Linked DNA regions of Mus musculus: all the other regions are linked to region 1. Evidence: chromatin contacts called from public HiChIP or PLAC-seq data. All regions are on one chromosome and are shown on one strand. Each heading gives the region's core, a stretch centred on a gene start, on an enhancer-like site or on the middle of the called end of the contact. The rest is flanking DNA. Distances are from core to core; before and after follow the strand shown. Region 1 has its middle 24 kb from the start of Gm33149. Region 2 has its middle 31 kb from the start of Slc38a2. Region 3 overlaps Gm32564 (a long non-coding RNA gene).

Evidence for each region. HiChIP or PLAC-seq counts read pairs in DNA pulled down with a chosen protein or histone mark.
Region 2: a contact with region 1 is called in a CTCF HiChIP or PLAC-seq map of the NIH/3T3 cell line, with 13 read pairs. The contact joins two enhancer-like sites. A contact is called at or near these places in 1 of 15 datasets of contacts at CTCF or cohesin (the NIH/3T3 cell line), 1 of 484 Hi-C or Micro-C datasets (embryonic stem cells) and 2 of 115 datasets of contacts at active chromatin or transcription factors (cardiomyocytes and embryonic stem cells).
Region 3: a contact with region 1 is called in a CTCF HiChIP or PLAC-seq map of the NIH/3T3 cell line, with 5 read pairs. The contact joins two enhancer-like sites. A contact is called at or near these places in 1 of 15 datasets of contacts at CTCF or cohesin (the NIH/3T3 cell line), 6 of 484 Hi-C or Micro-C datasets (the HPC-7 cell line, embryonic stem cells and nephron progenitors), 1 of 115 datasets of contacts at active chromatin or transcription factors (the NIH/3T3 cell line) and 1 of 9 other capture datasets (embryonic stem cells).

Annotation. Positions count from the first base shown.
Region 1 is chr15:97,136,056-97,140,344 of GRCm38.p6, forward strand. No RefSeq gene overlaps it. Among named protein-coding and RNA genes, the nearest start is that of Gm33149, 24 kb to the right of the region's middle. Within about 2 kb of position 2,461, at least 11 of the 459 cell types and tissues checked have an H3K27ac peak or open chromatin away from gene starts, as enhancers often do. A contact at or near this core is called in the NIH/3T3 cell line, where this site is marked.
Region 2 is chr15:96,728,500-96,732,788 of GRCm38.p6, forward strand. No RefSeq gene overlaps it. Among named protein-coding and RNA genes, the nearest start is that of Slc38a2, 31 kb to the left of the region's middle. Within about 2 kb of position 2,087, at least 58 of the 459 cell types and tissues checked have an H3K27ac peak or open chromatin away from gene starts, as enhancers often do. A contact at or near this core is called in the NIH/3T3 cell line, where this site is marked.
Region 3 is chr15:96,828,614-96,832,902 of GRCm38.p6, forward strand. It overlaps Gm32564 (a long non-coding RNA gene), which reads left to right. Exons shown (of 3, transcript XR_384399.2): 2 at 867-978. Among named protein-coding and RNA genes, the nearest start is that of Gm32677, 7.8 kb to the right of the region's middle. Within about 2 kb of position 2,163, at least 59 of the 459 cell types and tissues checked have an H3K27ac peak or open chromatin away from gene starts, as enhancers often do. A contact at or near this core is called in the NIH/3T3 cell line, where this site is marked.

The DNA.
Region 1 (4,289 bases), core at 1,211-3,710:
GAAGTGACCCAGAATGCAGCCTAGCAACCAAATGGAAACACGCACAGCCTAGTTCAAATTGTTAGGCAGGACTTTCTATAAAACTCAAAATAACATCAGCATCGGACAATATTTGTCCTTATCAACTCAAAGGAGGTTTGGGCAGGTCTGGGAGGGTAAGACTAAAAAATTCAGGAAGTTTGATATACATAGTCACACACACACACACACACACACACACACACACACACACACACTATCTCCAACAGCACTTGTAACAGGACTTGCTTTGGGACTGCCAGCTTCCAAATAATGACACAGAGACATATATTTATTTATGAATGCCTAGGCCTGAAGTTAGGTTTGTTTCCAGCTGGCTCGGAGCTCAACTATTCCGTTTATGCTAATCTAAGTCTCACCATGTAACTGGTTAGCTACCTCTCCTTCCTTCCAGGCCTGCAGCTTCTTCTCCATCTTCTTGATGAATCCTCCCGGGCCTGACTCTCTCCCAGAGTTCCCCTCTCTTCCAGGAAGTCCCACCTTCTATTTCCTGTTTTTGTTACAGGCCGTCAGCTTTTTGATAAACCAGTCAGAAGGTGAGAGAGGGTGGGTTTACAAAATATGATGCAGCCATATTAATAACGACACCAAAGTCAGCTTGTACTTGGCCCTCTGCCAACAGAGAGATCAGCATTTGAATAATACAAAGACGGTGTTTACACGGTGCACAATATTATCCCAACAGTGAGTTCTCCCAACAACTCCAGTAATGGCTCTAGTTAGACAGTCGTCTTCTTCCTTGACCACTGGACCATCCTGTGATGGGTTACACATCTGCAAACAATATACGTATTTCTAAGAACTGTGTGGGATTGTGTCTTCTTCCAAAATAAAGAACTCCCCTGTGCTAGTTAATGACTCTAATCTTAGAACTTGGGAGACTGAGGCAGGGGGATGACCATGATTTCAAGGCCAATGTTGGCAACATAATGAGGTCTTGGCCAGCCTTGGCTATAGAAGGAGACCTTATCTCAAAAGAGGAGGCAGGAATATGAGGAAAGAGAAGTAGAGGAAAAAAGAAAGAGACTCAAAGTTGGCCACAGATTTAAATATAAATGTAAAGCATGAAAAAAATCACATTCTTTACCCTCATTTTCAAATCAACTTAGGCAGATTAGTTCATCACTTTTCTCTAACGTTCTGGATTTTTCTAGGTAATCCGAGTATGCAAAGTGCGAGTCATTCTTGAACAGAAGGTTATAGGAGCTGAACGGGCATCTCTTTCACAGGACCATTCGATGGTCACTGGAATAGAAAGCTTTACCTATGTGATGCAGAGGTTGCTGGGCTCCTACTACTGTGTTGAAGCTGTGTGAAGACAGGCTTACAAACGGATCCAGGCATCACGTGCCAGAACTCAAATCCCTGCTGTAACAGTCACTTGTACATCCCTGGTGTGATTGTCATCTTAGAGGCTGGCTGATGAGTAAGCTTGCCCTTTCTGAACTCTGGCTGGCTGGTTCAACTCAACTGCTCTGGCTCAAACTCCCCTCCAAGATGACTGATTCAATCTGGCTTCTCTTGGCTTCTCACTAAATTGCTCTGCTTGGCCTCAAACTAACTCTGGCAATCTGTTCTAATCTTCTGGATCCTTCTCTGGCTCCTTCTGTCTTCATCTGGAACCTGTCTCTGTAAAACTGTCCCCGTAAAAACTGCCTCTCTCCCCCTCTTTTCCATGCTCCCCTCTTGAGCTAGCTCTTTCCTGTCTGTTCTCACGAGAAATGGGCATATCCCTTCTCTGACTCTGCCAAGTCCTTCTCTGATCCATCACTTTGTCTGCCCCTCGATTAGAAATCACTTTCAAACATGGCTGCTTCCTTCTATAAACTAACCTTACCTTAATGGTGTGTAGTAAAGGCATGTCTATATTCCAGCCAGGGGGATGAAAGGCATGTGACATTAAATTCCAATAGATCACACAGACCTAGGTCTTTGGATGTGATTAGAGCAGCCATGTTCCTGGATTAAAATTCCTCTACATCCTGTCCCACCAGTGTTGGACCTGTGTCTTTCTATTGTTTATTTCACCCCTAGTAATCTCTGTTTCCTCAACAGATAAGCTGCACTTGCTAGTACTACTGATGAGACTGTCTTAGTCAATGTTCTTTTGCTGGGAAGAGACACCATGACCAAGGCAACTCTTACAAAAGGAAGTATTGAATTGGGGTCTGGCTTACAGTTTCAGAGAGATTAGTTCATTATCATCATGGCAGGAAGCATTGTGGCACACATGGAGCTGAAGCAGTAGCCGAGAGTCACACTCTGTTTCACAAGCACACACTCACACAGAGGGAAGCAGGGAGAGAGAGAGAGAGAGAGAGACAGAACCTGGCATGGTTTTTGAAACCCCAAGGCACACCCACAATACCACACTTCCTCCAACAAAGCCATACCTTCTAATCCTATGGAAGAGTGCCACTCCCTGGTGACTAAGCATGCAAGTATATGAGCCATTCTTATCCAAACCACCGCAAATACTAGCCCTATTCTTGGCACTTCCCAAGTTCTCAGTTACCATGAGCTGCAGTTATTAGGTAGAATAAGTTACTCAGCAGATTCTGACTGCCGTGAAACAGCAGCGTCAGTCATTGACTTGCCTTGCTCATTTAGCTGGTATCGATTAGGAAGCGCTGAATTTAGAAGATGCCTGATTGACTAACAGGATCTCATTATCAATAATGGAGATACTAGGGTTATTAACATTCCTCAAATTAAATAGGAAAGTCCCTCCTGGAATTCTCTTCTCCTTTTCTTTCTCTTTTCCTTCTCCTCCCCTCCTTTTTTCCTGTCTCCTCCTTCCTCCTGCCTGACGTTTTGTTGGTTGGTTGGTTTTGTTTGTTTGTTTGTTTGTGTTGGGATTGAGCCCACGGTCTTCTGTGTAAAGACGAGTTTCTTTCGCTGAGTTACAATACCCCATGCCTTGACTTTTCTATGTGGATGCTGTGTCGTCTGTGAATGGACTTTTGTCCTTCTCAGTACCTTAGCCTTTGACTGATTTGCTGTCCCAGCGAGTTAACTAAAACTCCCGTAAGATGCTGAGAAGGAGTGTTATTTAAGAAGTCCTTTCCTTGCTCCTGATCCATGTGGAAAGCTTCTAGTTTTTCACTGTTGATCAGGATGTTAGCAGCGGTGTTTGTTTTTAATTTTAAACGATGTTTCTTATTCTCTGAGAATTTCTTACAGTGTCTTTAACATATCCACTCCCTTCCCCCAGCTCCTCCCATAACAAAGGTTCCACCAAATCTGACACATGGCCCTTTTGTGTTCAAGACTCTTGTACGTGCATACAATGTGACTTTGCTCAAGTCCACCCCACTTTGCTCCACTCTGACTTCTCCCACACCCCCTCCCCACACCCACCCCACCCCCACTTGCTCACAAGGTCATGGGATCTTTTCTCCTCCACGGGCCAGCATTTTAGTAGGTATATTCAGAACACTGACACACGAGTCACTCAGTATTTACTGAGTTCATTATTGGTTTCTGCGTACTTTGTTCCTATTTTATTTTAGCTTTTACTTGACTTCATTTATTGTGAATTTAAAATGCTTTTTTATTGTCATTGTTGCCTTTTATTTTTAAACAGAGCTCAAAGCCACAGAGAACTTGCAAGATAGATGGTACTAGCCAGAACCTGTTGCAATCCCCCCGAGGGCTGGAATTCCCAGTGCACATTCCTGGTGTTGTGTTTTAACTGAGCATTTTATATACATGTATTTTCTTTCTTTTCTTAGCATATCATTTTACACACACCCCATCCCTACACCTTTTAAATGTGTGCACTGGAACACACAAGGATCAAGCCATAAGTCCATTTTCAAGTGAGACTGTACCAAGTCATGATATTTGATGACTATCTCGGTTAGGGTATCTGTTGCTGTGAAGAGACACCGTGACCAAGGCAATTCTTATAAGGACATTTCATTGGGGCTGACTTACAGGTTCTGAGATTCAGTCCATTATCATCAATGCAGGGAGCACAGTAGCATCCAGGTAGGCATGGTGCTGGTGGAGCAGAGAGTTCTACGTCTTGATCAGAAGGCAGCCAGGAGGAGACTCTAGATCACACCAGCCAGACTTAAGCATATATTTGAGACCTCAAAGACCCACCTCCACAGTGACACACTTCCTCTAACAAGGCCACACTTCCTCTAACAAGGCCACACCTTCTAATAGTGCCACTTCCCATTGACAAAGCATATTCAGACCACCACAATGACATTATAACAGTGAAATATTAATTCCCCCCT
Region 2 (4,289 bases), core at 837-3,336, 410 kb before region 1:
CTGCAGCCAGCTTCAACACTGCCACAGTTTCTATCCCACTCGAATAAAAGTTCAGGCCGGAGTGCAAACCACAACCCTCCCTTTCTTGGTTTTTCATGCAAAAACTATTTTAAGATAAATCTAAATGTCAAACCTTCAAGCACTGTGACCGAAGAGGCTTCATCTCCTCCAGTTCCCAGCAGCAGAGCTAAGAAAATTCCCAAAGCCATCCTGACGAAGGTGCTAACATTCCCTCAAGTCCCCTTTTCACTGAGTTCAAGTTTCAGGAGGAGCAGGACAGAAGGAGCACATGCCAACAATTGCCCCTTCATGCGAGGAGAGGCTCAGGGTCCAGCGTGGAGAGGCTCTATGCAGTGTCAATAAGCACAGTGCCCACACTGGTAGGAATATTCAACATGGCCCTAAACAGACACAAACATAAAATGCCACCCCAGACACAGCGATGGGTGTGCCCCTAGTTTGCCTGCAGGGAGAACATGGCGCCTTTTCCTGAGTGCTTTATTATGTACGAATTTCAGGTTGAGTTTTCATAGTCTGGGCGGTAGAAAACATAGTTTTAATCAGTTCTGGACAGCTGGACCACTTCCTGCAGGGCTTCTAGAGTGTTGGTTCTTCAGTCGACAGATGTTTACTGATAATAAAAGACAGGAAGCTATACAATATGAGTCTAACTTCAAAGATCTTAAAAGGTGGGAATATTCTTTAGGGGTTTTGGTAAGCCGAGAGTTTAAGAACTTTCGCGTGGCTACGTGAAAAAAGCAGAAGTCTGTAAAGAACGAGGAGGCCACATGACCAAATGAGAAAGGCGGGTCAGGCAGTCTAGGGAAGCCTTGAGATAGAAATGGCCAGGCCCGTGGCAGTACTCTACCTTTGTAAGACCACTGCCTCTTCAGCTGTCTAATGTATTTTAACGGACTTGAGAATGTGATGATAAAAATCACGAGTCTAGCTAAAGCTCCAAGGCTCTGTTTATATTTTAAGCCTCACACAGTTCCAGTTCCAGGGATGAGTGGCCAACAGTGATTTATGTTCCCATCTCCTCCTCAGGATCACATTTTGCTTTTTTGTTGTTGTTGTTGTCTAAACAAAACCTTCTTGGTTAGCATTGTGCCTGTGGCACAGGAGGCCTAACCCGGATGCCCAATGCTTGCCTGCCCACATTAGACCCTGTCAGGTTAAGACAGCATCTTCTATGAACCCTGGGTTTCATCTCTGGGCACGGTAGCTCAGTACTCAGTGATAAAGACAGGAGCATCAGAAGATCAAGGAAAGCTGTTGAGTGGCAGAGATGTTTGTCTGTACCTATTCCTAGACACAAGATAAAGGAATTTTGTGTCAAGAATTACCAAATTTCAGAGTATGAATTATGTATTTATTTTCATTCCTTTTCTTTCAGTTTTTATCACTCTGGTATATCTTACTGTCTTTCTTACATTATCTGTTGTTGTGTAACGATCAACGGTCAATGCACAGTGGTTTAAAGACCAGTGTCTGAGCTGGATTCTGTGGGTTGGTTGGCCTGGGGCAGACAATTCTCCGCATGACGACTGCTGGGCCATTCCTGTGGCTTGGGAGCTTGCCTGGGCTGGAGGTGCAAGATCGCGTTCCTTCTCAGAATAGCTCAGGCTGGAGATGTAGCTTGCCAAGCGTGCACGAACCCTGGGTTTCATCCCCGGTGCTATATAAACAGGGCATGGTAGCAGATGCCTCTCAGCTCGGTACTCAGCAGGTAAAGACAGGAGGGTCAGAGGCTCAAGGTTGGCTGGGGTAGGGATCCTGTTTGAAAAAAAGTGAGAGAATTAAACAACCATTCAATGGCTCAACTGTTGTTCCTTCTGAATTCCCATGTGATGCTATAGGAGATGAGGCACTTAGGACATAGTTAGGTTGTGGGGCCTCTGCTCTTCTTTATAAGGCACTGGGGACTCCTTTGTTATGTGGGTACACTGCAAGAAGGTGTTATTTAGGGAGCAGGGTGAGTCTTCGACAGTTATTAATCTTTTGGCCCCTCGGTCCTGGCCGTCCCAGCCTACACATCTGTGAGAGACACATTCTGCTGTGTACGCATCACCCAGACTCAGGGACTTCATTATAGCAGCAGGAACAGAACAAGATACAAGTGTATCTGGCAGCCAGCAGCGGTGGCCAGAAGGACTCACGGGCAGAGCCTCACCCATCCCTCCGCAACCACTTGGGAATGCGGTGTAAGCATTTCTGCATCATGGCTGCAACCCAAGAGAGTGAAAAAGGAAACTTCATGGTCTCCTGAGACTAGACTGGGGACTCAGGAAACGTCACACAATTGAGAGGACAGGTCTGAACTCAGAATAACCACACATCTTTGGGGAGTTTAGTGGCCACTGTGTTTGCTGATGGAGGGATCTTTGGTAAAGAGTTTATAAGCAAAACAAGACATGGGTGTGCATCTGTATTCAGCACTTTGGAGTAGGAAGATCATAAGTTCAAGTCCAACCTCAGCTACATGGCAAGTCTGCGGCGGGTCTGGGCTTCATGAAATCCTGTCCCCAAAATACTATGAACAAAATACACAGTGGTGTAAATGGTAGGAGCTGTCATATCAGATGTGACAAAATGGTGGGATTATTATTGAAGTGACTGATATTTGCATTAACAAGGTTCTGCACTAACTTGACAAGTGGATTTTGCATTGCACAGTGGTCAGCTGATAAGTTTTAGAATCCAGTGCGTGCCACCAGGATGCTATATGCAAAGAGTTTTTCCTCCTTTTTGTTTTGTAAACACATGATAGCTACCTGCTCTTTTATTCCGGTCAGGGAAACAGGTATGTAAACAGGGGGCTATAACACAAGAAGCGCGTCATAAGTGGAGGGCTTTAAATGCACAGTTTTGATGGCGATGCTAAAGTTTGAATGTACGTTGGTTTTCTCTAGACTATGGTTCTTAGCCAAGATGCTGAATCCCTAAGATCTAAAAGCCCCTTCAAGACCCTTAAAACTGTTTTGTGAAGCAGAGATCAAAGCTGTTATGAGGGCCGAGGAAAAGGCACGAAGGTGGGGACACATGCGAAGGGCGGATGATGGAGGAGGAAGCACCGGCTTGAACTGGAAGCCAGTTAGAGGTGGGGAGGTGGACATGGGGGAAGGAAACCCTGAGGGGACAGGAAAGAGTGCAGGAAAGACAGAATTCAAGCCTGACCAAATCCTACCTGCGGGCTCTGTGTGTGTGTGTGTGTGTGTGTGTGTGTGTGTGTGTGTGTGTGTGTATGGGGGGATGGGAGACGGTAGAAGTCACAGGAGTCAGAAGCTGTCCGAGACCACAGTTCCAGAACTGGGTTCCGTCCACGTTTCAGCTGAGAGCTTTGTGACAGACTCATGCACACCCGCAACTGCATTCCTGCAGCCCAGCCTACCTATGCTAGACACCTTCTGGGGAGCGTTGGTGAATCTGGATGCCCTATGCGGGATCACAAAGTTCCAGTGTGGCTGGTGGGGGTGGGAGAGACTATGCCAGGAGAAGTAATACTGACGACGGCTAATATGACCTCCACCAAAAGCTAAAGCTTAAGGAGGTTGGAGTGCTACTTTTCTAGGTTGGCATGGCCGCTGAAGAAGCTTTCTGGAGGCAGCGCCACATCTCTGAATCACTGGACAGAGAAGAATGGAGAAGGAGCTGGTTCTGTTTAACTTAGGCAGGAAAAGTTCGCAGCAACACCAACCACCGAGATCTAAGTGGCCTCTCCTGACACCAGGTAATTGCAAGTAACTTTCCCCTTCCCACCTCCATCCACAGACATCTGGATCTTTCTCTCTGGGGGCAAGACAATAAAACGGGTATTCTGTATGAATGAAAATCCATCCTGGTGGCCAGGATACCAGAGGAGAGAGCTGTGAATGTGAGAGGGAGAGAGACCAGGGGAACGTCAGGGGTAGTCATCCACTGGCCATTGATGGGATTGGAACCCACGCCCATAGTCAGTGGACAGGAGTGAGTCAACCATTCCAGTGATGCCTTTCTCAGGACCCCACGGTATTCTGGGTGATCTTCAGGATTGATTATCATGCCAGAACTTTGAGAGAAGAGCTGATTGTCCTGCCTTCAATACTTCTTTCTATCTGGGGCCTAGAGAGGTGGCTCAGTGGTCCAGAGCACTGACTACTCTTCTAGAGAACCAGGATTCAACTCCCAGCATCCACGTGGCAGCTCACAACTGTCCCTAACTACAGTTCCAGGGGATCCAACACCCTTACACAGACACACTTGCAGGCAAAACACCCATGCATATAAAATAAGTAAATACATCATTTAAA
Region 3 (4,289 bases), core at 913-3,412, 310 kb before region 1:
CCCTCCCCACTTGATCACCAACCAAGAAAATGCCCCACAGCTGGATCTCATGGAGGCACTCCCCCAGCTGAAGTTTCTTTCTCTGTTATACCTCCAGCCTGTGTCTAGTTGACACACAAAACCAGCCAGTACAGGTTGCTACCCGGTTGTAATGTGTTAGGTCCATAGTGAAAAGTGTCCCAGTGAGGTCTGGACTCATATTACCATGTGGGTAGGCATCGGTTTAGGGGCAGCATGGGGCTCGTTACTGAGCATTCAGTCAAGTGGGTGGTGTAGAGAGGATAGGGTTATAACTCAGTTGATTCCAAAGCCTGGGCACTGGCTTTACGTCATCCCATCTTCTGCCCTGTCGCCGTAGATACCAGCAAGGGAGAAAGACGTTGGGAAGGCTGTACCAGGCAGGTAGAACAGTGTGTGGGGACCTTTCTGCTGGAAGAAACCTAGCAGTATGCGAGGAGGAAAAGGGAGGGTCTTTCCCCATTGTTTTAAGTATGACTGGTGGAATGTAGCGGCATTTCAAGATCTCCTATGCTATGTTAGGTGTAAAAACCAAACCAACCAACCAAAACCAAAAACAAAACAAGACACCCAAACCAAGACTGATTCTCAGTGGCAATTGGAAGACTTGTGATCACTGCACCATGACCCATCCTCTACTGTCAAGAACTACTCCTTGGACTTGATCTTTTGGAAACTGGGGTTGTGATTTGCTTAGATTTCCTATACCCAACAGGATGGATTGCCTGCAGTGGGTCCTTGGAATGGGTAGACCAATATTAGGCGCCGTAGTACATGTGACAGACAGGATACTTTCCACTCTTGAAGAAAAGGAGCCAGTAGTCAGATCTGTGTTTATTTTATTTCAGTAACCTGAGAAAAAGTGACAATGTTGGTCTCAAAGAACTGGAAAAGGGATGGTGTGGACTGCTGGGTAGCTGTTTCTGCCAAGTGGCATGGAGGAAAAGCGAGAGGCCGTGGGTAAGAGATGTGTGAAGGTTTGACAACTGCAGGCGGGAGTCCCCGTGGTGGCAATCTCTGTGGGATTCTTTCCTTTGCAACCTGCTGGCAAAAGCTCTGTGTAGAGAGGGGCTTTGTTTCCAGTAAGGACTTGAGGTGTCGGTTACACAGAACTTTGTTTTCAGAAGCCTGCACGTGCAAACTGAGGTTGGTGACTCCTTGGTCTCTGAATGGAAAAGGCCACAACTCTCATATCCCCCAAATTATCCCTAAGGATATAAAACATCTAGTACCTTGCAAGATTTTTTTCTCTCTAGGGCACGAATTCCTCTCTCCTCCCTTTTCAATAAACCAAGTTATGACTAAAACTTTAGGATAGAAAGAGAGCCCCAGTGAGCATGTCCTCCGCCACCCTCCCAACGTGGCCACTGAGTCACAGGAAAGACATTCAGGACGAGAGACCTCAGGCCCTGGGAGGCAGGGCTGGATCCAGCTCTCGGTAAGGTTATTCTTTCTATCTAGAAACTTGCTGTTTTCCAGAGAGGTCCTTTAAAAGGGCTGAACCACTTCAGTTCTGTCCTTGGCCACAGACAGTGGCTTGGTGGTTGGCAGGGGAGCGTTTTGTTCTCGGCACGTTACTGATTTGCCTTTCCGTGACACGCAGGCGGGTGGCACCGTGCCCAGGACTTCAGTACAGAGGCCACCCCTAGATCCGGTCAAGCCTCATCTGAGCACAGAAGATCCATATTTGAGGAAAGTCAGCACCAAGAAAAGACATGCGACTTATCTGTCCCGGGACATTCGTTTGTAAAATGGGAACCATGATAATATATAACACAATAACTTCACTGTTTTGCCAAGTGGCCACACTGACCAAGTGACAGATGAAGGAGCAACACAGCCAAACCATTAAAAAAAAACAATGTGAAATACTAAACGTGTCATACTGACGCAGTGTCCTCTTCGGCTTCCCTTCCATCTTGAAAGAGGCACTACCCTTCTCCGCTGAGCACCCCAAAGTGTAAGCACGCACGTGCCCAAGCGTCTAAACATGGCTCACAGCTTTGCGCCCTGCAGAAGCAAGAAACAGTTTTTCTTAAGTTTGAAGTCTTTGCTCAAACACAGTTTGCAATGTTTTGGGAACCGGAGCCAAGCTCTGTTGAATGCTTATGAGACATTTTGCTTATTAAATAACCTTCTGAAAGCTGCCAGGTTTTAGTGACTCATGGACTCATGCAAACGGAGGCATGGCGGCTTGAGTTATGGAACCAGAGGGAGGAGATGCTCAAATGTGCATTTTACAGGAAGGAAACTGGCTGCCAGGACAGTGGAGACGATTTGCCCAGACCACGCCCTGCGAAGTGCCCACAGGAGAGTCAGGCCAGAACCCTAAACCTCCGAGCTCAGGGCTCTTTTTTCTGAACACATTTTCCCATGGATCTTCTGGCCCACGTGGCTCTAATTCCATGGCCAGCACAAAACTCTAGAAAGAAATCAGAAATGACCTACCTTCCCTACCTCCTCTCCCAGCCCTGGTGATATTAAGATGAGAAAAATGTTTAGGATTGCAAAGCTGCTTAGGATATCATGCTTTCAAGGAATGCACGATGTGCTGTAAAATGCACAACGCAAAGATGAGCGTAGGTATGTTATTCTTTACAGCCATCTTGGTGAGATTGCTATTCACACCGCACAGGGAGATGACCATGTGACAGGCTTGCTCCAGGTTCCTAAAAACCAAAAGCGGGACGCACCGGAAGGCTGGGCTTCCAATCTTGGAGTGTTTTAGTACAACATGACCATAGACACGTGTTTGTATAAAGATGAGTGACGTTTGCCATGGAGACAGCTGCCCAGCCCCCTTCTCTGTCACCTGTGAGGGAAGCTGTGTCCCACCATCCCCTTGTGTAGCACGCCGCAGTTCATGAGCAAGAAGCACTTGTTCCACTTGTCTGAGTGTTGGCGACAGCTGTGATAATAGAGCAGAGGGTATTTATTAAACACACATTTCTAGGTTCTACTGTAGGTTCTTATGAGCACTGATTTGCTTGTCTTAGCGGGTGTAATGTTATCTCAAGTTTATACATGATGGAACTCAGGCACAGGGAGTCGAAGTAAATTACTCCAGGTGACACAACTAACAATGGCTAAGCAATAAATAAATAAATAAATAAATAAATAAATAAATAAATAAATATTTACTTATTTATTTACTTATTTACTTATTTATTTTGCTTTTTCTTTACAGTGGGGGCCAGTGAGAAGACTCACTGTGTATATGCTAAGGACTTAGGGTGTCCTATCTCTACCCACTCCTATACTCCTTTTAGCCGTGAACAAAAGTCACAAGTCATTATGACTCCTATACATAAACATAAGCTATGCTAACCCTTCAAGACATTTGAACTCATTTGAAGAAAAAAATAGGAAACAACACCCCACACCCAATTCTTGCCTTTAGTCCAACATGTTTATCCAGACCAAATCAGGCTGAAGTGAACAGAGGGCAGTCTGAAGCCAAGGGAAGGTGGTGGGGTCACCAAGGGTGTGTGTGTGTCACCACGGCTTGGGCGAAGCTGGAAAAGCTCGATCCTGCGGCGATCCACACGAATGAATTTATACTCCCTTCCAGAGTCATCCGTGACAAGACTACCCACCTTCCCACGGGTCCCAGAAATGACCCTCAGCTGTCAGTGACAGGTTGTGGCACAGAATACAACCTCCTTGACTCGACATGCTTAAACAAAAATAATGAAGGATGCCTAAATGTGGGCCTTGCCGTATGCAAAAGGACCGTGTGTCTACCAAGTCTTGTGACAAATCCAAGGACTAGTGTAAGAAGTGTTCAGGTGCGGAACGGGTCAGCAGTGGGAGAAATTGCCACAGTGGCATCCCCGCATGCTTGATATTGCAACCAGAAGGGTTAAAACGCCCGCTTGGGTCCACACAGTTTCCTCCTCATGAATTAATCAGGAAAGTATGTCCATTTCATCATCTCCCTCACACACCTCGCTCTCAGCGAGCTGTCTCCACTTGCCTGCAGACAGACCTCTCCACAGTTTGTTGACCTAGAGCCACGAGCCCTCCTGATGAGAGAGTGTTGGCTCAGGAGGTCAGAAGTGAGCGGTCTGTTTGGTTGACAGAGCCACGCTTGCCTTTTCTGCAAATGTGACTTTTATCTCCTGGTTGAGAAGATGGCTCTCAGGCCCTACCCCCTTTTCGCTCAGTGTGGCTGTTGCTGTCTAAGGACTCAGTTCTTCAGGTGAAGAGAGTGGGATCCAGCCTGGAGGGCGGGGGAATGATCCCACCCCCGTGTGTGCTAACCCCCCCTC